6 separate regions of the Mus musculus genome follow, and all the other regions are linked to region 1. A link is a contact called in public HiChIP or PLAC-seq and promoter capture Hi-C data. All regions are on one chromosome and are shown on one strand. Each heading gives the region's core, a stretch centred on a gene start, on an enhancer-like site or on the middle of the called end of the contact. The rest is flanking DNA. Distances are from core to core; before and after follow the strand shown. Region 1 holds the start of Cdk5rap1 (CDK5 regulatory subunit associated protein 1). Region 2 holds the start of Dnmt3b (DNA methyltransferase 3B). Region 3 holds the start of Dynlrb1 (dynein light chain roadblock-type 1). Region 4 holds the start of Commd7 (COMM domain containing 7). Region 5 holds the start of Efcab8 (EF-hand calcium binding domain 8). Region 6 holds the start of Mapre1 (microtubule-associated protein, RP/EB family, member 1).

What was found. Promoter capture Hi-C pulls out the DNA fragments that hold promoters and counts their contacts. HiChIP or PLAC-seq counts read pairs in DNA pulled down with a chosen protein or histone mark.
Region 2: a contact with region 1 is called in an H3K4me3 HiChIP or PLAC-seq map of forebrain, with 4 times the contacts expected there. The contact joins the promoter of Dnmt3b here to the promoter of Cdk5rap1 in region 1. A contact is called at or near these places in 2 of 39 promoter capture datasets (embryonic stem cells and hippocampal neurons), 3 of 484 Hi-C or Micro-C datasets (the N1E-115 cell line and cortical neurons) and 3 of 115 datasets of contacts at active chromatin or transcription factors (astrocytes, embryonic stem cells and forebrain).
Region 3: a promoter capture Hi-C map of erythroid cells shows a contact between it and region 1, with 10 times the contacts expected there. The contact joins the promoter of Dynlrb1 here to the promoter of Cdk5rap1 in region 1. A contact is called at or near these places in 1 of 39 promoter capture datasets (erythroid cells) and 2 of 115 datasets of contacts at active chromatin or transcription factors (T-cell acute lymphoblastic leukemia and large pre-B cells).
Region 4: a contact with region 1 is called in a promoter capture Hi-C map of the 3T3-L1 cell line, with 2.1 times the contacts expected there. The contact joins the promoter of Commd7 here to the promoter of Cdk5rap1 in region 1. A contact is called at or near these places in 2 of 39 promoter capture datasets (the 3T3-L1 cell line and hippocampal neurons), 2 of 484 Hi-C or Micro-C datasets (both in the G1E-ER4 cell line) and 1 of 115 datasets of contacts at active chromatin or transcription factors (astrocytes).
Region 5: an H3K4me3 HiChIP or PLAC-seq map of bone marrow-derived macrophages shows a contact between it and region 1, with 5 times the contacts expected there. The contact joins the promoter of Efcab8 here to the promoter of Cdk5rap1 in region 1. A contact is called at or near these places in 2 of 39 promoter capture datasets (embryonic stem cells and hippocampal neurons) and 2 of 115 datasets of contacts at active chromatin or transcription factors (bone marrow-derived macrophages and embryonic stem cells).
Region 6: a promoter capture Hi-C map of embryonic stem cells shows a contact between it and region 1, with 2.4 times the contacts expected there. The contact joins the promoter of Mapre1 here to the promoter of Cdk5rap1 in region 1. A contact is called at or near these places in 4 of 39 promoter capture datasets (the 3T3-L1 cell line, embryonic stem cells, erythroid cells and 1 more) and 5 of 115 datasets of contacts at active chromatin or transcription factors (astrocytes, bone marrow-derived macrophages, embryonic stem cells and 1 more).

Annotation. Positions count from the first base shown.
Region 1 is chr2:154,370,467-154,374,165 of GRCm38.p6, forward strand. It overlaps Cdk5rap1 (CDK5 regulatory subunit associated protein 1), which reads right to left and starts at 2,253. Exons shown (of 14, transcript NM_025876.2): 1 at 2,215-2,253; 2 at 170-489. The coding sequence starts at 470.
Region 2 is chr2:153,647,199-153,650,706 of GRCm38.p6, forward strand. It overlaps Dnmt3b (DNA methyltransferase 3B), which reads left to right and starts at 2,251. Exons shown (of 23, transcript NM_001271744.1): 1 at 2,251-2,542.
Region 3 is chr2:155,234,966-155,238,330 of GRCm38.p6, forward strand. Dynlrb1 (dynein light chain roadblock-type 1) reads left to right here and starts at 1,568. Exons shown (of 4, transcript NM_025947.3): 1 at 1,568-1,652. The coding sequence starts at 1,650. Gm52565 (a long non-coding RNA gene) reads right to left here and starts at 1,538. Exons shown (of 2, transcript XR_003954076.1): 1 at 1,443-1,538.
Region 4 is chr2:153,631,347-153,634,768 of GRCm38.p6, forward strand. It overlaps Commd7 (COMM domain containing 7), which reads right to left and starts at 1,435. Exons shown (of 9, transcript NM_133850.2): 1 at 1,248-1,435. The coding sequence starts at 1,331.
Region 5 is chr2:153,777,364-153,780,962 of GRCm38.p6, forward strand. Efcab8 (EF-hand calcium binding domain 8) reads left to right here and starts at 1,883. Exons shown (of 29, transcript NM_001370916.1): 1 at 1,883-2,062; 2 at 2,568-2,609; 3 at 3,528-3,599. The coding sequence starts at 3,550.
Region 6 is chr2:153,739,592-153,742,827 of GRCm38.p6, forward strand. Mapre1 (microtubule-associated protein, RP/EB family, member 1) reads left to right here and starts at 1,696. Exons shown (of 7, transcript NM_007896.3): 1 at 1,696-1,828.

The DNA.
Region 1 (3,699 bases), core at 1,003-3,502:
GTTTCTTTAGAGTAATGCTACTTCGTGGGCTCTGATGGTTTTATATTAATCAACCTGCCCACACTATCAACTTCCTAAAGCCAAGAATGTAGTAAGAGAACAGCAGAAGCAATCAGGCCACAGAGGCTGCAGTGGAGCAAGGAAGCCAAAGGGAAAAAATAAAGCCAACCTTTTCTCTGCCTTCCTAGAAGTTCATCCCCCGAGAGATAGGGAGGTGGGTCCTCCACCTCTGGAGAAGATGGTTTCTCTTGAGGAACTGAAGCACTTCTTAAAAAATGCTGAAAAGTCGGTCCAGTGGCTAGCCTGGAGCTGAAGTCCTTCTGAGCTTCTGAGCTCTTCGCCTCTGGACTGGGACAAGGAGTGCTGGACACACTGCTTTGTGCTCTGCAGGTCCTAAGCAACACCCAGCACATGGAGGTGAATGGTGCTGACAACCTCTGTACTTGGAGGACACACCGTAAAGGATGCATGGCACCTGCAGCCCCAAATCTGCAAAGGAATGAAACACACCAGTATTTACGGCACACTCCATACAGGACTGCTCTGGACACTCCTCCTCGCTAAAACAGAAAAATGCTTTTTGGGGGGAGCAGGGCTCATAAGAGATGTTGAGACTTAATCTCAGGATTATTCTGGGCTGGCCTGGAACTCAACTTCCTACGTAGTCCAGGCTGGGCAGATTGTGAGGTTATGTGAGGTTAGGTTTGTTTGTTTGTTTGTTTGTTTTTTGAGATCTTCCTATGAAGTCCATACTGACCTCCAACTTTTCTCATTCCTCTCACCTCAGTCTTCCAAATGCCAGAATCACAACCCAGTTCCAAGGTACTGTTTTGTTTTGTTTTGTTTTGTTTTGTTTTGTTTTGACAGGGTTTCTCTGTATAGCTCTGACTGTCCTAGAACTTGCACTGTAGACCAGGCTGGCCTGAAACTCAGAGATCAGCCTGTCTCTGCCTCCTGAGTGCTGAGATTTAAGGTGTGCACCACCACCTCCCTTAAGGTACGTTTTATGATAGTTTACCTTAATCTAAACATGGTAAACCTATATTCCCAGTAACCTGGGAGGCTAAGGCAGGAAGATCATTTGAGCCCAGGACTGCCTGGACAACAGTGAGGGCTCTTAAAATATATTATATCTCTAATTTACAGGTGAAAATAAATAAAGGCGGCTCAGTGACATGGCTTAGTGGATGAAGGCACCTGCCACCAAGCCTGACTCCCTGAAAGCCACACAGTAGAAAGAATTCTTTTCCATAGATTCTTCTATCTCTACACATACACTATGTATGGCACATTCATGTGCATGAGCACAGGAACAAAAACCAAATAAATAAAATGTAATTAAAAAAAAAAACACCAACCTACTCTCTTGTCGGAGAGGAGACTTTTGGTTTGAGTTTTAATTTTTTTCACATTTTTATTTTTATGCATATTATGGTATGTGAACCATCTTAACAGCCCAGGTGTGAGCTTTCAAATCATCTACTTCTGCCCTTTAATTGTTGTGTGACCACGTTTTTACAAGTCAAATTTCCACCTCTGGACTACAAATGTCATATCCATTTTGGAAAAAAAAAAAAAAAAAGTACAATAGGACCTTACCCCTTGCCAGATGTTATAAGAATTACACATTAAAAACTTAGATTGGGGGAGGGGGGGACTTAGAGCAGTGGCTCAGTGGTTAAGAGCACTGACTGCTTTTCCAGAGCCTGAGTTCAATTCCCAGCAACCAAGTGGTGGCTCACAATCATTCACTAGCAGCCCACACTTCATTTCAAAGCATGGACCTTGGCCGGGTTCTGGGCGCGTCTTCATGTATGAGTGTTGGGGTGGGGAACGGTCCTTTCTGACGAACCTGGTGGAAGGATCAAAAGCTTCAAGTTTTTGCACAGCACAGCGCGGAACCACCTACCACATCCAAGCGTGTGAGTGCTAGGCGTGGCGGCGGCAACTGCGTGAGCCCCGTAGCCCCTCTCCGAGGTCTATCAGACCCCATCTCTGCTTCACAGGGCAAATACTAGGGCTTAGAAGGACGCTGTGACTTGGCCAAGAGCCGGCAGCGGGGCTGAGCTACACTCGCAGCGGTCCTACTCAAGGCCTAACACTGCCCAGTGATACCTTCTCCTAGCGCTTCTGGCTTTTCCTGGACGGTGCGAGCCCGCCCTGCGCCACCGCGGGTCACCCGCAGGACACTAAACTCAATCTCAAGCCTCTCACCTCCCACAACTGCAAGGTCCGCGTCCGAAACCGGAAACTGTCGATCTGCGTGGGTTCCCTTCTCAGGAGTCCTCCGCTGCGCGCCTAGGCGTGCAACTTCTGTTCCGCCGTGACTTTCGCCCGCGGTGTTCTAATGGTAGTGTTTCCTGCCGGCTTCGAGTCCCAGGACCCTGGCTTTGAAAAATAAAGCCGTGAGACCTACTACTTCTTTAAATGCTAATACCGCCCCCCACCCCCACCCCACCCCACCCCAAAAAAAAAAGTTAAGTAAAGCTTAAAACCAGGTAGGCGGGCTGGAGAGATGGTTCAGCGGTTAAGAGCACTGAGTGCTCTTCCAGAGGTCTGGAGTTCAATTCCCAGCAACCACATGGTGGCTCACAACCATCTGTAAAGGGATCCGATGGATGCCCTCTTCTGGTGTGTCTGAAGACCGCGACACTGTACTATTATGCATAATAAATCTTTTTTAATTAGAAAAACAAACAAACAAACAAACAGGTGGGCAGTCTCAGAGTCTGTATCTGCCCTTGCCCCAAGAGAGTAAGGGATTCTTAGGGGTGTTCTGCCCCCTGGAAAATAGGAGCTCTGACTTCTCCTCAAGCCTGTCACCCGTTAGCTCCCTCCTGCCATATGTACTTTCCTTCCCTCTCCTCACCAGACCCTTTAAGAAAAGGGCCACCATGGGGCTGGTGAGATGGCTCAGCATGTAGGACACTTGCTGTTTGACGACCTGGGGTCTAATCCCCAGAACCCACAAGGTGAAGGGAGAACTGGCTCCCACAAGCCCTCTGAACTTCACAGATAGGCCATGGGACATGCAACATCTCTCTCTCTCTCTCTCTCTCTCTCTCTCTCTCTCTCACACACACACACACACACACACACACAGACGTCTCAGGACGCTGTAGCACACTTCGGTGTTCTCAGGAGGCAAAGGCAGGCTAATTCGAAGCCAGAAAGAGCTACATAGTAAAATTTCGTAGATGATGGATAGACAGACAGACAGGCAGACAGACAGATGGAATAGAATAAATGTAAAAAAAAATAGAAAAGAGGCTAACCAGTGGTTTCTGTGGCTAGCTCTGAACGGCCTCGTCTTTCCTGGATCTCCCAGATGGCCCTGAACAGCCTAATTGTTCCTCACTACCTCCTTACCCTACTCCTGTCACATTCCTGCCCTGGCCCTCTCAGCCATTCTCCCTTCCCTGTTGACTCTAGCCAAAATACCTCTTCTCCCCCAGACCGAACCCATAGTCCCTACACTCAAGAAAATGCTGAGAACAGGATTCAGCCAGATCGGAGCCCTGGGGTCAGAACCACCCTATGTAGCATAAGTGTTTTTTCCAAGCTTCACCATAAATATTAGTTTTAAAGTGTGAGACATTTAAGTGTAAAACATTTGGTTGAAGCACAAACTGCAGGTGGACAGTTCAAAAATCTACAAGCATAGAATGAGTAGCAAAGAGGCGCCCCCTCCTGGCCTCT
Region 2 (3,508 bases), core at 1,001-3,500, 720 kb before region 1:
TCTTCCAACCAGGTTTCGCTCCACTCTTCCCAAACTCAGGCTGATGCTCTTTGCTCTGTCTTTTTACGGGCAGTCTTGTGGCTCAAGTGAGTTGACCAATATGGCCAATGGCTTTTCAAACTGTAAAGTTTTGTGCTCTCTGGAGATTATTTTCTTTCTTTCAACAAGGTCTCATTGCATGACCCTGGCTGACCTGACTTGTAACGGAGACCAGACTGGCCAGAGATCATCCAGTCTGCCTCTGAAGTGCTGGAATTTAAAGGTATGCATCACCATACCTCCCTGGAGGTAGTTCTCTTTCTTTCTTTTTAAAAATAAGTTTATTATTTTGTATGTATGGGTATTTAGCTTCTTGTGGAAGTCAGAAGAGGGTGTCTGGGCTCTGGAATTGGAGTTACCTATAGTTGTGAGCTGCCATGTGGGTGCTGGAAATTGACCCCCGTTCCTCTGGAAGATATGCCAGTGCTCTTAACCACTGAGCCATCTGTCCAGTTCTGTCTGTAGTTTTCTTACTCCCATTTTCCTTAACTTTTCCTTCTGGGTGTGGAGAAGGGGGATTTTAGACAGTGTCTCACACAGCCACAGTCCAGTCTGGTGTGGAACTTGCTCTGTCACTGAGGTTGGCCTTAAATTCCTTAAACTCCCAAGTGCTGGGATTCTAGGTAGGATCCACCATGCTTTGATTCTCTTGACAGTTAGAGTCATTCCCAAGCGACAGACCAAGACCACCTGCTCATCCAGACTCTTTTAAGGCATCCTCTTTTGCACCAACTTCCGGACACACTTCAGAGCCCTGGCAGTCAAGACATTCCTGCGGTTCCTCTTCCCTAGGGGGCCAGGTCCAGGCCGGGCTGGGCTTTCTCTCCTTTTGTCTTTTGACCAGTCTACTCTTTTTTAAGTAGAAAAGGGCCCAGGAAGTGTTAAGACTTGAAGTTCCCCAAATAGTCGCCATTTGCCCATTTACTCACTAACCAGGAAGAAGGGCAGGAGGAAAGCTGTGTTTAACAGGAGTTAGAACCCCAGAGGCAAGAGACCTGTGGAGATTCATTCATTCATTCATTCAACCAACTTGTATTGAGTTAATTCCTTTTGATGCTAGCCTCCCTGTGGACCTGTGCTCCTAGAGAGATGTGGCTTCCAGTTTCCATCTAGATGGAAGATGGAAGCCACCTCTGCCCCGCTAGGAGATGCAGACAAGACTATACAAAACAATCTCAGATGGGTTTCAGTGTTATAGGATTTGAAGACTGTTCTGTTTGGTGATAAGAAAGCCTCTTCTTGTGACAGATCTGGGGAAACAAAGTCTGAAAGGAGGAAAGAGGCCAAAGCTTTCCTTAGAAGGACAATGCTTGGTGTGTAGGAGGAGCAGCAAAGCAGAAGAGGTTGGAGTGAAGTCAGGGAGCCAACAAAATAAAAGATCCGTGAAAGCTGAGCCTGCACGTGCTAGGCCTTGTATCGAGCCGAGCCTTTGCAATCATTCGATTTGTTTATCCCTTTAACATATATTTATTTAGTGTCTACTTTAGTGATCACCATCTAATGTATGGAGACAGACAAGCAGGAAAACAAATAAACATGAACGCCAGGTGCCTATCATAAGTATTTGTGTTTCTCCAGTGGTTCAGCGTGGGCCTTTTGGCCGAGGCAGCCCTAAGCTGCAGGGTAGGGCTCCTCCCCAGCTGGCACGAGGAACCCAGGTAGTTGGGGGAACATGTATGCTTTTTCTTCCTCCAAGGCCTCCTCTCCCCTCAAGATGGCTGACAAAGGCCAAGCTAGGTGAAAGCAGGAAGCAGAACGGGGGTCCCCAGCGGGTGACCCATAGGGCCACTACAGCGCCCTGGACAGCTTTGCAGCGGAGGGATGGTCGAAAAGCCAATGCAGGGTTGCTGTGTGACTCCAGCAGGAGCTCTTCCCTCTCTGGGCCGCTCATCCAGACCTGTGAATGTGCTTGTATGTGCGTGTGTGCATCTGATCTGGATTGGGGGACAGGAAAGGGGGTGTCTCAGGTGGAGAGGGCTGGGAGCTATCCGTGGGCTCTGGTCATCTAGGAGGGTGACCCGCAAGGCATAGGGGGCCCAGGGGAGGCTCCCGAGGAGGCAGGGCGAGGAAGCTCGGGAGGGATTTCAAATCTCCCTCGCCCGTCCCCTAGGCCCGGCCGGCCGGTGAGTGGCTGCGGCGGGGGCGCCCCCCGGGCGGGGGCGGGGCCAGGGCCGGGCCCGGGCTACAAGGGCAGCGGCGCCGCCCCCTCCCCACCCACTCCCGTGCGCGCCCGGCCCGTAGCGTCCTCGTCGCCGCCCCTCGTCTCGCAGCCGCAGCCCGCGTGGACGCTCTCGCCTGAGCGCCGCGGACTAGCCCGGGTGGCCCACTGGCGCGCGGGCGAGCGCACGGGCGCTCCAGTCCGGCAGCGCCGGGGTTAAGCGGCCCAAGTAAACGTAGCGCAGCGATCGGCGCCGGAGATTCGCGAACCCGACACTCCGCGCCGCCCGCCGGCCAGGACCCGCGGCGCGATCGCGGCGCCGCGCTACAGCCAGCCTCACGACAGGTGAGCGCCACGCGCCCCTCGTGGGCTGGGACCTGGTGGTTGGGGCTGTGTGGGTTCCGGGACGACAGGTCCCCTGGTGGCGCCTGGATGTTTGCCGGGGTTGGGGAGAACGGGGCGCGTGGCGCTTAGCGGGACGGGGACACGGGACTGGGCACGGGGACAGAGGAAGCGAAGTCCCCGCTGCACTCCGCCACTCTGAAGAGTTGAGGGAAGGAGACCTGCAGCAACTTTTCTGGAGTGTAGAGTTGAGAACACTTGGGAGCGGAGTGGGGCCCGAGCGGTGGCTGTCCCCGGGACCCAAAGTCCTTACCTAGCCCAGTTCTTACCCAGAGCCTCCTCGGGGAGGAAAGGCTGGGATGTAGAGGCAGAAGTTGTTTTGTCAATGTAGTAGTGGTTGTGGATCCGTTCTGACTTGGAACCTCGCACTCCCAGGTTGGGATGGCGCTCTGGGTACCGGCAAGTGGGGATGCTAGATGGGCGTTGTCCCCGGGGTCCTCCGGAGCGGAGCCTCTTGTGCTGCAGCGTTGCCGGCTGCTGGGAGGGGCTGGCTGAGCACACCTGGCCGGGGAGGAGCCAGCGGGGGGCGGTTCCTCACCTTGCCGGCTGCCCTAGGGGCTCACTTTCCATTCTTAGCCTTCTTCCGGGGTGAGGTGGCCCCACTACCTAGTCCATACACTGAGTCCTTAATTATAAAATGACCCTCTGCCTCCACTTCCTAGCGGTTAATCGTCCGTGCTTCAGGGATTGCTTAGGGATACCTGTGGAATCCGTCCAGGCTAGAGGTTGCAATCAAAGCGGAGACCTACTTACTGCGTTCCCAAGGTTGGACTGCACGGAGGGGAAGAGTTTCTTGCTCCAGTCTCACCTGTGGCAGCGGCAGTCCTGTGATCTCCATGCCTCTGCCTGTGATTCCCTGTGATTTCTGCTTTGCACTCGGAAGCATATGAATTAAAATGAATTAAGGCC
Region 3 (3,365 bases), core at 318-2,817, 860 kb after region 1:
TGTGGTAGCACCTTAATTACACCCCCTACTCAGAGTCCACTGTTCTCATTGTGGCCATTCATCATCTTTCATGACCTTGAGATTTTGTTTTGTTGGGGGTTGCTTATGTTTCTGCTTTGGAGACAAGCATCCATCTGTGAAGCTCAAGCTGGCCTAGAACCTGCTATCCTGCTTCAGCCTTCCAGGTGCTGAGATTACAGCTGTGTGCCAACCAGACCTGATTGACTTTGAGATCCTCCTCAGCCCAGTACATCCTTTTGGAGAGAGTGCTGTTCAATGCCATGGAGCAGTGGTTCTCAACATGTGGGTGGGTCATGACCCCTTTGGGGTAGCATATCAGATATCCTGAATATCAGATATTTATATTACAACTCATAACAGTAACAAAATTAGTCATGAAGTAGCTACGAAATCATTGTATGGTTGGGGGTCACCACAACCTGAGGAACTGAATTAAAAGGTCAGAGTATGCCGGGCGTGGTGGCGCACGCCTTTAATCACAGCACTCCGGAGGCAGAGGCAGGTGGATTTCTGAGTTCGAGGCCAGCCTGGTCTACAAAGTGAGGTCCAGGACAGCCAGGGCTATACAGAGAAACCCTGTCTCGAAAAACAAAAATAAATAAATAAATAAATAAATAAAAATCAGAGTATTAGGAGGGTTGAAGACGATTGCCTTAGAGAATATCCCTCAATATGGGTTTAATTTTCTTAAGATTGGATTTTAGTGGCAAATGCCAGGGAGGTCATGTTCCCTTAGTCCATCATACTAGGTGCACAGGACATCAATACAGATACCGTTATCCTTGGTCTGATTTAGTGATGCCTGCTGCACTCTTAATGCAAACCTCACTGAGGAAAAGGTACTTGCCATGAAACTCTGGAAGCAGATCATCAGGCTTGGTGTCAGCAAGTCCCATTGCGGGAAGAAACGTTCGTGAAGAAAGTGGAGGTGCCAATCACACAGTGAGGCTATTGAAGTAAGCTATGCGACTTTCCTGCGACAAAGGTTCGTTACATGCCAGTGTTTTAAGCTAGGTTTTCTGCTAGAAACCCGGATATTTTTCATAGCCTGCAAGAGTACACAATGACCAGAGGACAAGACAGGTCTTTGGGAGAACTGGTCCTCTAAAGAGGTGAGAAACTGGCAGGGCAAAGAAGTAAAAAAAAAAAAAAAAAAAAAAAAGTTTCTTTCAAGAAACACAGGCATGCGGTGGAGCTCGCGACCCCACATCTTACACGCCCAGGACAGCCTTGACTAATTCATCCCAGAGCTTGTTCATGAGATGCCCAACCTCGGGGCTGCCCATGTCCTCAGCTCATTTAGGTTCCTGCTCTCTGCCTCAATCTGGGCCAAAGGGAATTAGTTCAGCAACAGTTGGCCTCAGCCCAGGGACCTGGATTGAATACTGAAAACACGCCAAGACATGACAACTCGTCCTCACCGATGGAGAGGAAATTCTCCACAGCAGCTTCCTTCTTTCCCAAAGGGTTGAGTCCTTGCTTCGTTGACTCCCGTCAGCCCGCCCATCACTGCTGGCTCCTGATAGGCTGCTCGATCTGTCCGTCTCCACAAAGGACTGTGCGCAGGCTCAGAAGGGCGGGGAACGCGGCTAAGTGTTGGCGATTCGGAGCTGCAGGATCCGTCCGAGATGGTGAGTGTCCACCCAAGGCGGCGGTAGCGGGCTGCGGCCACCCGGCGTGACCATCCCCCGGTAGGGGTTCTGGTCGTTGGGCGTCGCCCCGCGGGACCCGGGGATGCGGGCCTTTAGTCCCAGCCGAGGCGGAGCGACCGGAAGCTGGTCTGTGAGGGGTCGCCCCGGAGGCCCGCCCTCCGGCTCGAGTACAGTTTTGCTTTTTGGTCAGTGTTGGGAGACCCCGGCCGGGCTGCGACGTTTTCTGAAGTCCGGCATATGGCAGGCACCCTGGGCGTAAGCGCTTACGTGCATGGCCTTTCCTCCTCCGCTCTGGGAAGTAGGTACGGCCATTAGGGCCATCTTCACACTTGGAATCCTAAGGCAGCGATCCCCGGGATTCGAACTCTGCAGGCTTGACTGCTGCCTGTGGGTTCAGTTTGGCGTTGGGGTCAGGTACCGGCGAGGTCCACCCCACGGGGGTCAGGGTGGTGCTTTCAACCCTCACAAGTGTACAGAATTTATAAGGCCTTTTCCGTCGTTAAACCAAACCTCAGAATTTTATTTACAACGGATGCACGCTTGCAATTCCAGCTCTGGGAAGGCGAAGGCAAAAGCAAAAGGATTTGAAGTTGGAGGGCAGCTTAGGATATAAAACGCCCAAGCTATTTTTGTTTTTAAAGTTAAATATTTTATGTATATAAGTAGTGTTTTGCTTGTATGTATTGTTAAGTGTTCCTGCTGCTAAAGAAGGGTTTCGTGGGCACTCCACGGAAGCCCAGGAACCACACAGCTCTGAGGGGAGAAGGTGTCCCATGGAAGGGCATACTGAGACACGGGGCCAGGAAGCACACAACTCTGAGAGGAAGTCTCCTCAACAGCAGGGAGGGTATCCCCAGCTGAGCCGGGTAGTTCAGGAGTCTCATTGCAGGGACAAATCCAGGGTGTGGAGGGATGAATCCTGGGGTGGCTGTCTCTGCTCTGGGAAGTGGGCAGCAGGACACCAAACAAAGAAGAAGTCTTAAGTAGGATTTCTTAGGTGGCAGAGCTTCTCAGGGCAGAGATTTCCAGAGTGAGAATTGGTTGGGATTTGGGGGAGCTCTGGGATTGGTAGGTTTTCCTGTCCAGGCATTGGTGGGGTTTTTTTGCCCCCCTTTTCCTTCATCAGGACCATTGAGCTAGGATGGGAAGGCCTTCCCAACTGCAGGCAGCTGCCATCACTGTTGAGATGTTTGGGGAGGCCAGAGAGGACATGGTACCAGGGGTACCTCCTGATGGCTGAGGCAGCTCCAGTGAGGGCTATAGGCTGAGGCAGGAGCAGAGGTGCAGCCATTTTGACAGCTGCAGCCTGCTGCTTAGTGAATACATGTCTATGTATAATGTGCCTGGAGAGGCATCAGATGGGGACTGGATTTACTGATGCCTGTGAGCCACCATATAAGTGCTGGGAGTCAAATTCACTCCTATATGGAAGAATATCCAGTGCTTTTAATTACTTTTTTTAGTCCCAGAAAACTAAGCAACTGAGAAGGAAACAGACTGGCATCACCTAGACAGTGGTTATCAACCTGTGGGTCTCAGCACACAGGGATCACATATCAGATACTTAGAGTTATGAAGTAACAGTGAAATAATTTCGTGGCTGGGGGTCACTACAACATGAGGAACCATATTAAAGGGTCACAGATTGGGAGGGTTAAGGATCACTGAGCTAGAGGCAACTACATAGGTACA
Region 4 (3,422 bases), core at 185-2,684, 740 kb before region 1:
CTGGAACCTACACAAAGAAGTGTCAAAGCTCACTTCCTTAGGTTGTTCTCTGACCTCCCCCACAACATATAAAATGTAATACTTTGAAATAACCTTTAAAAAAAAATCAGTAGAATCTCTCTTTCTCCTCCTCTAACCCCTCCAAATAGGAGTCTTCCAGAAATCAGTGGCAACAGCAAAATCTAGCCATTTCCCTGGCCTTTGAAGTTAGACATTTGGTTGTGAATTCCTGGTTCCAGTTTTGCAATTTTTCTGCTTCCACCTTTCTTTCAAGAGGTGGCAATGACAGGTATGGACTACTAATAAATTCTATTTTTGTTATTTACTTATTTTGATATAGGGTCTCACTATGCAGCTCTGGACAGTCTAAAACTCATGAATTAAGAGACCGACCTGCCTTGGCTTTCCAAATGCTGAAGTTAAGGTGAATACTACTCTGTGTTTGTTTGTTTGTTTGTTTTTAATTCTTCAAACTGGCCTGTGTGTGTCTGGGGTTGAGGGCCCCACTTCCTGGGAAGCTAAGACCCCGTCAGGGAAACATCTTGAGGGACGAAGGGTTATTTATCTATTTTAAATGTTTTTTTGACAGGAGGTCTCATGATGTTCAGACGAGGCTTGAACAAGATACTTAATCAAGCCGGGCGGTGGTGGCACACACCTTTAATCCCAGCACTTGGGAGACAGAGGCAGGCGGATTTCTGAGTTCGAGGCCAGCCTGGTCTACAGAGTGAGTTCCAGCACAGCAAGGGCAAATCCTGACTCGGAAAAAAAAAAAAAAAAAAACCAAACCAACCAACCAACCAAAAAAGATACTTAGTGAAAGCTGGATCCTAAGTCCCACCTCCTAAGTGCCGGCATTGACAAGGACCACTGTCACCCGTTTATTCCGTGCAGACGCCCCTCACTTGGCCAATTCCTGCAATGTGAATAGGAGGTGGCATTCGGAGCTCTGCAACAGGGACCAGGCCTTCAAAACAGGCATGGTTCCTTTCCTGGATTGGAAAGGGGTGTGGTCACCGGTCCTGTCTGAGCCTCTTCCGGCTCAGGCCCAGGGCCCCACTTAGGCCGGACCACACTGACACCCACAACCCGTTTGCAGTCGATTTGCCCTCCCTAATCTATTCAAACCGGGGGCCGCTTGGAATCCCCTCATTCCCTCCTCTAGGAGCCTACAAATCTAAGTCCCCACCTCCGGAGTGCGTCCGCCCATTCCTGAGCCCGCCCGCCCCCGTCCAGGCGAGCCCCACCTGAGCGCCCAGCTGGTTCAGCTGCTGCATGTCTCCGCGCACGGCCTCGGGCACCGGGTCCTGCGTGCAGTGCAGGCGGCCCATGGTGCCAGGAACCCCGCAACCGGGCAGCGACGCTCGCTTCCTCCACCCGGGTCTCGCTGCGCTTCCGCAGCCGCACTTTCGCCACACTCCCAGCCGCGGTTCTCGTGACAGCGCACGCGCGACCGCCGGGTTCCAGGAACCGCTCTGAGCAACCCAGTAAGATTCCAAGTCTCTGCCTGGGAGACCCTGAATATAAAGCACTTGTCCCATCTGAGCCTCAGTTTCACAGAATTGTATTATCTAGGGTGGCTGCTGCGGTTTTCAGCCTCCCCAAACTTTTGAGCTCAGAGCCTGGAGCACAGGTCTTCCACAGTTGCTGGTTGCTGTCCACCCCATTGCTGTTAAACATAGGGTACATCTACCTATCGAATATATCAACCATTTTTCTTTTTCTATCTCCTCTATACATTTGGTGTGGAGGATTGGTTCTGGATCTTCACACAGACTTGGCAAGGACTATGCCACTGAGCTACATCAAAAGCTCCCAGAAAATACTAAATGCCCACCAGAGGCCAAGCACTGATAACAGGGAAGGGCATAAACCAGACTATGGTGTCCCTCTGAGAGTCTACACCAGAGTGAAGAAGCAGATCTGAGACTTGGACAGGCATTAGTGTCATCTGGACAATTTCATGAAACCGCCAATGGCTGGGTCCCACCCCCAATCTCTGAGTTCTGAGCAGAAAGGCTTGGGGAACAGCTGGATAATGTACATTTCCCATTAATTCCCAGGAACCACACTTGGAGAGCCTTTGGAATAGAGGAATTTGATCCAGCTAAGGAATGTTGAGAGCCTTGGGCGAGGTGGTGGTCAGAAGGGTTGAGATAGTGAGACCCAAGGCAATCATGACGGAGCTGGGGTCAATCTCAGAGCACGTACCCAGCCCGTTCACCTTCAGAACTCAATCCCTGGCAAGGTGGAAAGACCCAAGCCTGAGTTCTCTGCAGCCACTGGGTGAGTGCTGAGTTCACCCTCATTAGACCTGAGAAAATAGGGGTATATACTCCCTGGGTGCTACGCAAGGGCTGTGCCTGGCATTGCTAGCCTGAGTACCCTGGAAACCTGGGGTTAGAATTGGCTGTCCTTCTGGCACTTCTCTGAAAAGTTTCCCTTTGGAAAACATTGATAAAAAGCTTTCACCCTGAGACTAAGCATATCTAAGAATGTGCAGCTCACAGGACGCAGGTGACCAAGGACAGTTATGACTTGTTCCAACACAAAACTTTAATTACTTAAAACATGAAAGGTGGTCGTATACACCTTTAATCCTAGCATTCAAGAGGCAGAGATAGGGGTGGATCTCTGTAAGTTTGAGGCCAGCCTGGTCTACACCATGGGTTCCAGGCCATCCAGACCTACATAGAAACTCAATCTCAAAGAAAAACAAAAAAATTATAAGCTTTCCTTTTGTAGTTTTCTTTTGTAATTTAATTGCTCAATTCTCAAGCCTCAGGTGTGAACTTTGTAAATGACAATGTCCTGTGGCAGTGGCAAGAGGGTGGACATCCCTGCAAATTAGTTCTTCTTTCTTTCTCTTCCACCCTTTGCTAGACCTTGCCCCTAAGGTCTAGCCATGTAGCTGCCCCAAACTATGTAGACCAGGAACCGAGCTAGCTTGAGTTTGCAGTGTATGCTCCTGTCTACTTCCTAAATGCTGGGATTGCAGGCCTGCCTGGGCTACTATGCTTGCTCTTCTTTCCTTTAGACTCCAAGGACTCACCATATAGTCGAGGCTGGCCTCAGATCTTTCCTTGTTGCTTTTGTTTGTTTTGAGACAGGGTTTCTCTGTGTACCCCTGGCTGTCCTGAAACTTGCTTTGTAGACCAGGCTGACTTTCAGATCAGGGAATCTATCTGCCAGCCTCTTATTCCTTCTGCCTCTGTAATAAACTGAGATTTTGGGCTGATGTCACCATAGTCTCTCATCATTTTATCCATGCATTCACTTTACAGATATTGACTGCTTGCTTTAGGGCTACGTGAAGGCACTGGCTGATCAAGCCTACACAGAAATGCAATATAGAATCTCAGGCTTTGGAGAGGACTCAGGATCAAACTCATAGTCAAACTCATAGCCCAGTGCATGCTGGG
Region 5 (3,599 bases), core at 633-3,132, 590 kb before region 1:
TTCTGACTTCATACAAGTCACATGTGGACTTTTTTTTTTTTTTTTTAGAAGTTTTGTTTCTTGGCGGCAGTCTCCAATCTCTGTTAACCTTTGACACCTGGGAATCCAGATTGACTTCCTAACATAGGAGTATGCCCCTGTCCCCAAAAGGGGCCCAAACTTCAGAATCTCCATTTCGACAAGGTCCGCTTGTCTGGGGGGAAAACCCTACTCTACTCAGAATCTGTAGAATATTCTGTTACATTTAGGCAAAAAGGGCCTGCCCTGGGCCCAGAACTTTAGGGCAATCCTTCCTACCTTGTCTTCTCTGGCTGTGTCCTACTTAACTAATGGAAGATTCCAGAGGCTAAGGAGATGTGGCCACCCAGAGTCAACCCCCTATTCCGTTCTCTGAGCACTAAGACTCAGTACTACTGCCCAAGGCAAAGGGGCATTTTTAAATCTTAATGATTGCTATGACCTTTTTTTTTTTTTTTCAATTAAAAATTAGATTGTGGGTGTGGTGGTACACATACGTAGTTCCAACACTTGGGAGGTGTTGGGAGCCGCCCCCACATTCGCCGTTACAAGATGGCGCTGACATCCTGTGTTCTAAGTGGTAAACAAATAATCTGCGCATGTGCCAAGGGTATCTTATGACTACTTGTGCTCTGCCTTCCCCGTGACGTCAACTCGGCCGATGGGCTGCAGCCAATCAGGGAGTGACACGTCCGAGGCGAAGGAGAATGCTCCTTAAGAGGGACGGGGTTTCGTTTTCTCTCTCTCTTGCTCTTGCTTCTCTCTCTTGCTTCTTGCTCTCTTGCTTCTTGCTCTCTTGCTTCTTGCTCTCTTGCTTCCTGCACCCTGGCTCCTGAAGATGTAAGAAATAAAGCTTTGCCGCAGAAGATTCTGGTCTGTGGTGTTCTTCCTGGCCGGTCGTGAGAACGCGTCTAATAACAGGGAGGTGGAAGGGAAGAGTATCAAGTCATACATGGCCATCCTTGGCTATTTATATAGGAAGTTCAAATCACCTGGGCTCCATGAGACCTTGTATTAAAAAACAAAACCATGGCTGGAGAGTTAAGAGCACCGACTACTCTTCTAGAGATCCCGAGTTCAATTCCCAGGACCACATTGGTGCTCACAGCCGTCTATATAATGGGATCCGATGCTCTCTTCTGGTGTGTTTGAAGAGAGCGACAGTGTACTCATACAAACAATAAATAAAATTTAAAAAACAAAACTAAAGCCTAGATCTAATGGGTCCACTCCTGTTACTGGCAGCTCCTAGAAAGGCCCTGCATTTGCTTTTAGCCTTTGGTAGGCAGAACCAGGACACTCCTTATCCTTGATCACCAACTCAAGGGATCACCAGTGTGCACTGTGTGGCTCCACAGAGCAGGAAGATGAGCGAGTGGAAGTAGAAATCAAAGCCCAGCCAGCTTTGGACCTCCAAACAGGAAAAGGTTGGAAATGAGAAGCAGGCCTTGGGTGAGTCTGGCAACCGTGCTGCTTAGGCGTGAGACGAAGCCCAGCAAAGTGCCAACACTAAAGAGATCTCTGTCCAACCAAAAGGGGGTTAAAAACTAGGGCCTGGCCAAGACCTGGAAATCCACTTCAGCTCCAGGGAGAAGACAAAGGGAAAAATTCCAAAACTAGAGGTGTTAGTAGAAACCAAATCGCTGTAGTCCTAGGCGAAGGAGCAGGAGAAACCCCGCCTTCCCTCGCTCCCCTATCCCGGGTGCTACCCCTGCTAGCCGCCTGCCTCTGGCCCCGCCTACCATAGCCTCGCCCCTCCCACCTACTCTCGCCAACCAGTTGCCGCTTCGGCCACGTGGAGAGTAGTTTTCCTCCAGCCGCAATTTCAGCGCCTGTCCTACCCACGCGCACATTTGTCTTTCCCAGACGAGGTTAACGTCTCATCTCGCACAGCTGTGCCTTCTGAGCCCTTCCCCTGGAGACATTGTTCTCTGTGCCCCCCTTTGCTTCTGCTCTGTTATCCTTCCTTGATTCTCGTAGAGGAGCTTGGGAGTGCGCTCCCTGTTCCTAAAAGGACTCCAAACCGTATTTCCGTTCTTCCAAGGTCTGAACTGGCATCTGCAGCAGGCTGGAAAGGGCAGATAGTGCTTAGACCTCAGGATGTCCCCGGCCAAACTGTCACCAGCTGGAGCTATCAGCCACTTCCGCCCTACCTTACCTAGTGCCTTAAACTAGGACGGGCAAGTCCTTTGGGGGTACAGGAAGAAGGACAGATTGGGGCCTACCTATCTTCCCTTCACTCGGGATTTGGAACCTAGTGCAGTGACAGATGTTGGCGAATATTACCCACCATCCAGTTTAGGTCCGGTTTCCTGCGACAGCTGCCTAAGGCATGCTGGGGCACTCCGCCACACCCCCCCCCCCCAACTTCCGTACTGCTGGGTTATTTCCCTTCATCCTGTGGTATTCTCATAGCTAGGAGCTAGCCCTATCCCATCTCCTTCTCTTCCCCACCTTCTTCCCCACTTCCCCAGATTTGTATTCCTTTTTTTTTTTTTTTTTCATTCTCTTACAAACTACTTCCGGACACTTGTTTGTTTTTCCTTCAGAGTTCACAACCATCTGGTTCTGTCTGCATTCCCTTCCTCAAGGTACTCTGTGGGGAAGGAGGACCCCAGTTCAATGGGTTGCATTACGGGCCACCTTGGTTTAAGGGAAGGTAGGACCCTCCCCCCTTTTCACTGCCATAGAGTGAGCTGGAGGGTAGATGTTGATGAACAAGGGTGCAAGGGCCACCTTCTTCCTTTGTTCTGTTTTGAAGAGGTAGTTGGTTGTCCCAGCCTGAAAAAAAAAATCTTTCTTTTTTCTTTCCTTCTCCCCCTTCTGTGTGTTAGAGGAATGCATATTTGACAGGTGCCCCCACTTCTACACCTGCCCAGATAACTGCCATTAACCTTATGGCATATTTCCCCAGGTCTTTTTATTTTTTAAAATTTATTTGACATGTGTGAGTGTCTTTGTTTTGTTTGTTTTTTCGAGACAGGGTTTCTCTGTGTAGCCCTGGCTGTCCTGGAACTCACTTTGTAGATCAGGCTGGCCTCGAACTCAGAAATCCACCAGCCTCTGCCTCCCAAATACTGGGATTAAGGGCATGCGCCACCACCACCCAGCTATGTGTGAGTGTTTTATCGGCATGTATGTCTATGTATTGTGGGTGTAGTGCCTAAGGAGGTCAGAGGAGAACATCAGATCCTCTAGAACAGTAGTTACAGTCGGTTGTGGGTTGCCATCTTGGCTGCTAGGAATTGAGTGCAGCTCCTCTGCGGGAGTTTTTAACTGCTGAGCCATCTCTCCAGCCCTGCCAGGTCCCTTTCAAGGCCAATACAATTCATATAGTTAACAGAAATGTACTTTAGATACACTTTTGCATTAGGTTTCTGCCGTTTTCCGTGGCTCTTTTTCCAGTACCACATCCTGTCTCTTGTGTTTCCTTTTTCTATTCTTTAAATGTATCTATACCCTAAGCTTATGAGTCCTCAGATTTCTAGAGATTTGCGTTTTATTTCTAGATGAGTCGTCACAGCTTGCTTCATGCCCTCGTCCCTCCATGCTCCTCTTTCTGGAGAAGTTTCTGCCTTTTC
Region 6 (3,236 bases), core at 446-2,945, 630 kb before region 1:
TTACATGGTGACTTAGTTTTTCATTAAGGTGCTGTGCTGGGCAGTTTTATAACACCTTGACACACGCTAATGTCATTTGAGAGGAGGGAATCTCAATTAAGAAAATGCCTCCCTAAGATGAGCCCTTAGGCAAGCTGGTAAAGTGTTTTCTTAGTCATTGATGGGGGAATCTCATCAGCCCACTGTGGGTTAGGACACCTCTGTGCTGGTGTGGTCTAGGGTTGTGTACTGGCTAGTTTTGTGTCAACTTGACACAGCTGGAGTTATCATAGAGAAAGGAGCATCAGTTGGGGAAAGGCCTCCAGGAGATCCAGCCGCAAGTCATTTTCTCAATTAGTGATCAAGTGGGGAGGGCCCCTTGTGGGTGGGACCATCTCTGGGCTGGTATTCTTGGGTTCTATAAGAGAGCAGGCTGAGCAAGCCAGGGGAACTAAGCCAGTAAAGAACATCCTTCCATGTCCTCTGCATCAGCTCCTGCTTCCTGACCTGTTTGAGTTCCAGTCTTGACTTCCTTTGGTGATGAACAGCAATGTGGGAGAGTAAGCTGAATAAATCCTTTCCTCCCCAAGTGCTTCTTGGTCATGATGTTTGTGCAGGAATAGAAACCCTGACTAAGACAGGTTGTATAAGAAAGCAGGCTGAGCAAGCCATGAGGAGTAAGCTAGTAACCGACATCCCTCCATGGCTTCTGCATCCACTCCTGGCTCTAGGTTCCTGCCCTGTTTTCCTTCAGTGATGAACAGAGATAATATGGAAGAGTAAGCTAAATAAGCACTCTCCTCTCCAAGTTGCTTTGGTCATGTTTCATTACAGGAATTGTAACACTAACTAAAACAGGCGCCAAATCTTTTTTTTTTTTTTTAAATTTAAAGGCAAACAATAACTGTGTAGCTCTCTGGCTGGCCTTGATCTCAGAGATTCTCTTGTCTCTACCTACTGAGTCCTGGGATTAAACGTTCATACCACCACAGTTATTTGTGGGCATATTTGCGTGTGTGTAGGCATGCGAGTGGCACTGCCCATGTGTGTTAGTCAGAGGACAACTTGCAGGACTCGCGTCTCACCTTCTATCAGTGGGTCCTGGGGTTTGAACTCATGTTGTCAGGTTTGGGGGCATGCACCTGCTAAAGCATTTCGATGGCCATTTTTTCTTTGTTGAGACCAGATCTCGCTGTGTAGCTCTGGCTAGCTTGCTACTGTAGACCAGGCTGGCCTTGAATTTACAGTGATTCTCTTTCCTGTCCAAGTGTACACGAGTGGCCTAGCACTCCCAGTTTTTTCTTTCTGAGACAGGGTCTCGTGTACCTCAGGCTGAACTCCCAGAGAGAGGGTCTGGGATGATGACAAAACGATTTGCTGGCAAGATAGGTGTGTTCCACCACAGCTGCCATCTGTGGTGTTGGGGACTGAAACCAGGGATTCATGTATGCTAGGCGAGCTAACCTTCCTCCCGAGCCTATTCATTAATCCATCTTGGTCAAACGAATTTTCTTCTGGGCTACAGCAAACCAGAATGTGCAACTGGACTCCGCCTCCTCAGAGGACTCACACGTCATTGGTCGCAACTGACCACGTGCCCAACAGGCTTGCTCCCCGCCCCCGGGCATGCCAGCTGTCGATCAAGCATTCGGCCCCGCCTCCGGCTCGCAGGCCAGTCCGTCTCTATAAAAGGCCGGGCGGGAGATGACGAGCCCCTGCGTCGGCGCGTCACGGCGGGGTGCGTGTGAGGTCATCGCGCGCGGGCGGGCGGGGTCCGACGGTTTGAACGAGACGAAGACGGAACCGGAGCCGGGCGCGCGGACGGCGGACGCGGGTCCTGAGAAAGCCGGTGAGGCGGCTGGCGGGCCCGGGCGGCGGCAGCAGTCGGGAATTCACGGGAGGCGGCTCCTCGTGAGCAGTGCGGAGCCGCGCGGGCAGTGGGGGGGAAGGGCGGGGCCGCGATCCGGTGCGCGGCCTGGGCCGGGGGCGCGCGCTCCGTTGTCCCGGGGGCGGGGCGTGGGCCGGAAGTGGGGGCTGCCTAGTGGTGACCGGCGAAGTCCTGACTTTGCGGCTGGGCCTGGAGGGTGTGTGCCCACGGGCGCGCGCGCGCGCGCGCGAGGGGCGCGGTGGGGACCCTGGGTGTAGGAGGCGTCGTTGCATAATGGGTGGGAGTTGGTCCGCGGAGTTGGCCGCAGAGTGCGACCTTAGGCAGGCGCTTCAGCCTCCCCGTGCCTCAGTTTCCTCCTCCGTAAAATGGAGACAGTAGAATTAAGCACAGAAAGGTTTCAGCTCGGTGCCTGGCAGAAGTCAGGCGGTCCGCGGGTGGTGGTTGAGTGCCTAGTAAATGCTAGGCCCCGGTCTCATCAGGGAGTAGACAGGCAAAGACATGCTTTCTAGGAGTCTGCTTTGTGGGTAGAGAGCCAGGAAGCAAGAAAATGAATACATGGCCAAGATAATTTCTGTAATTACTGTAAAAGGGCGATACCAGTACTGCAGGGTATAGCCTGACCTCTGCATCTTGGCGATGAGGATCCGGTGGCCCATTGAGGGAAGTTCAGCTAGGCCTGATGTCTGCCGGTGATGGGATGTCTTGACTAGCATTAATCAAGATAGCTCTTTAATGGGCACTTGTGTATAAGGCATTGTGTTAAGAGCTTGATGTAGCATTGTGTCATTTAATAGTCACATTGCCTTGAAAAGATGCTATCTTTATTCTCTTTCTTTCCCCTCTGTTGTGTTTTGCTCATTTTATTTTCTCTGTGGGGCTGAGAGGTGACTGCAGTTCCCCCACTGTGCTGAGCTGCTCATCATTCTTTTACAGAGGCGAGTCTGAGACTTTGGGTAGGGAAAGGACTTGCCTTACGTTGTCCAGCAAGTAACTCAACTCCAGAGTCATATCCTGTGTGCTACTCCTCCTTCTCCATCTAGAAACTGTTTCATACTTTTGTGGTGTCAAAGTGCCAGGACATAGAAGCTTGGGAGGCGGTGTGCTTTTCTGATACTTACCACAGCTCTGTGAGGAAGGTAGGGTCTTATTCATTTTACAGGTAAGCCATTTCTGAGGAAAGGAGACATGTTTCATACAGGGTCACATAGCTCTTTTTAGTGCCACCTCCCTCTTGCCTTTCCATAGGACTCTGGATGGTACTTGGAGAGGAATAGGGTGTACTTTATCCTACACTGAATTGAAGTGGGTAGGGAGCCAAGTGTGGTGAACATGCCTGTAGTCCTTACACTTGGGAGGTAGATGCAGGAGG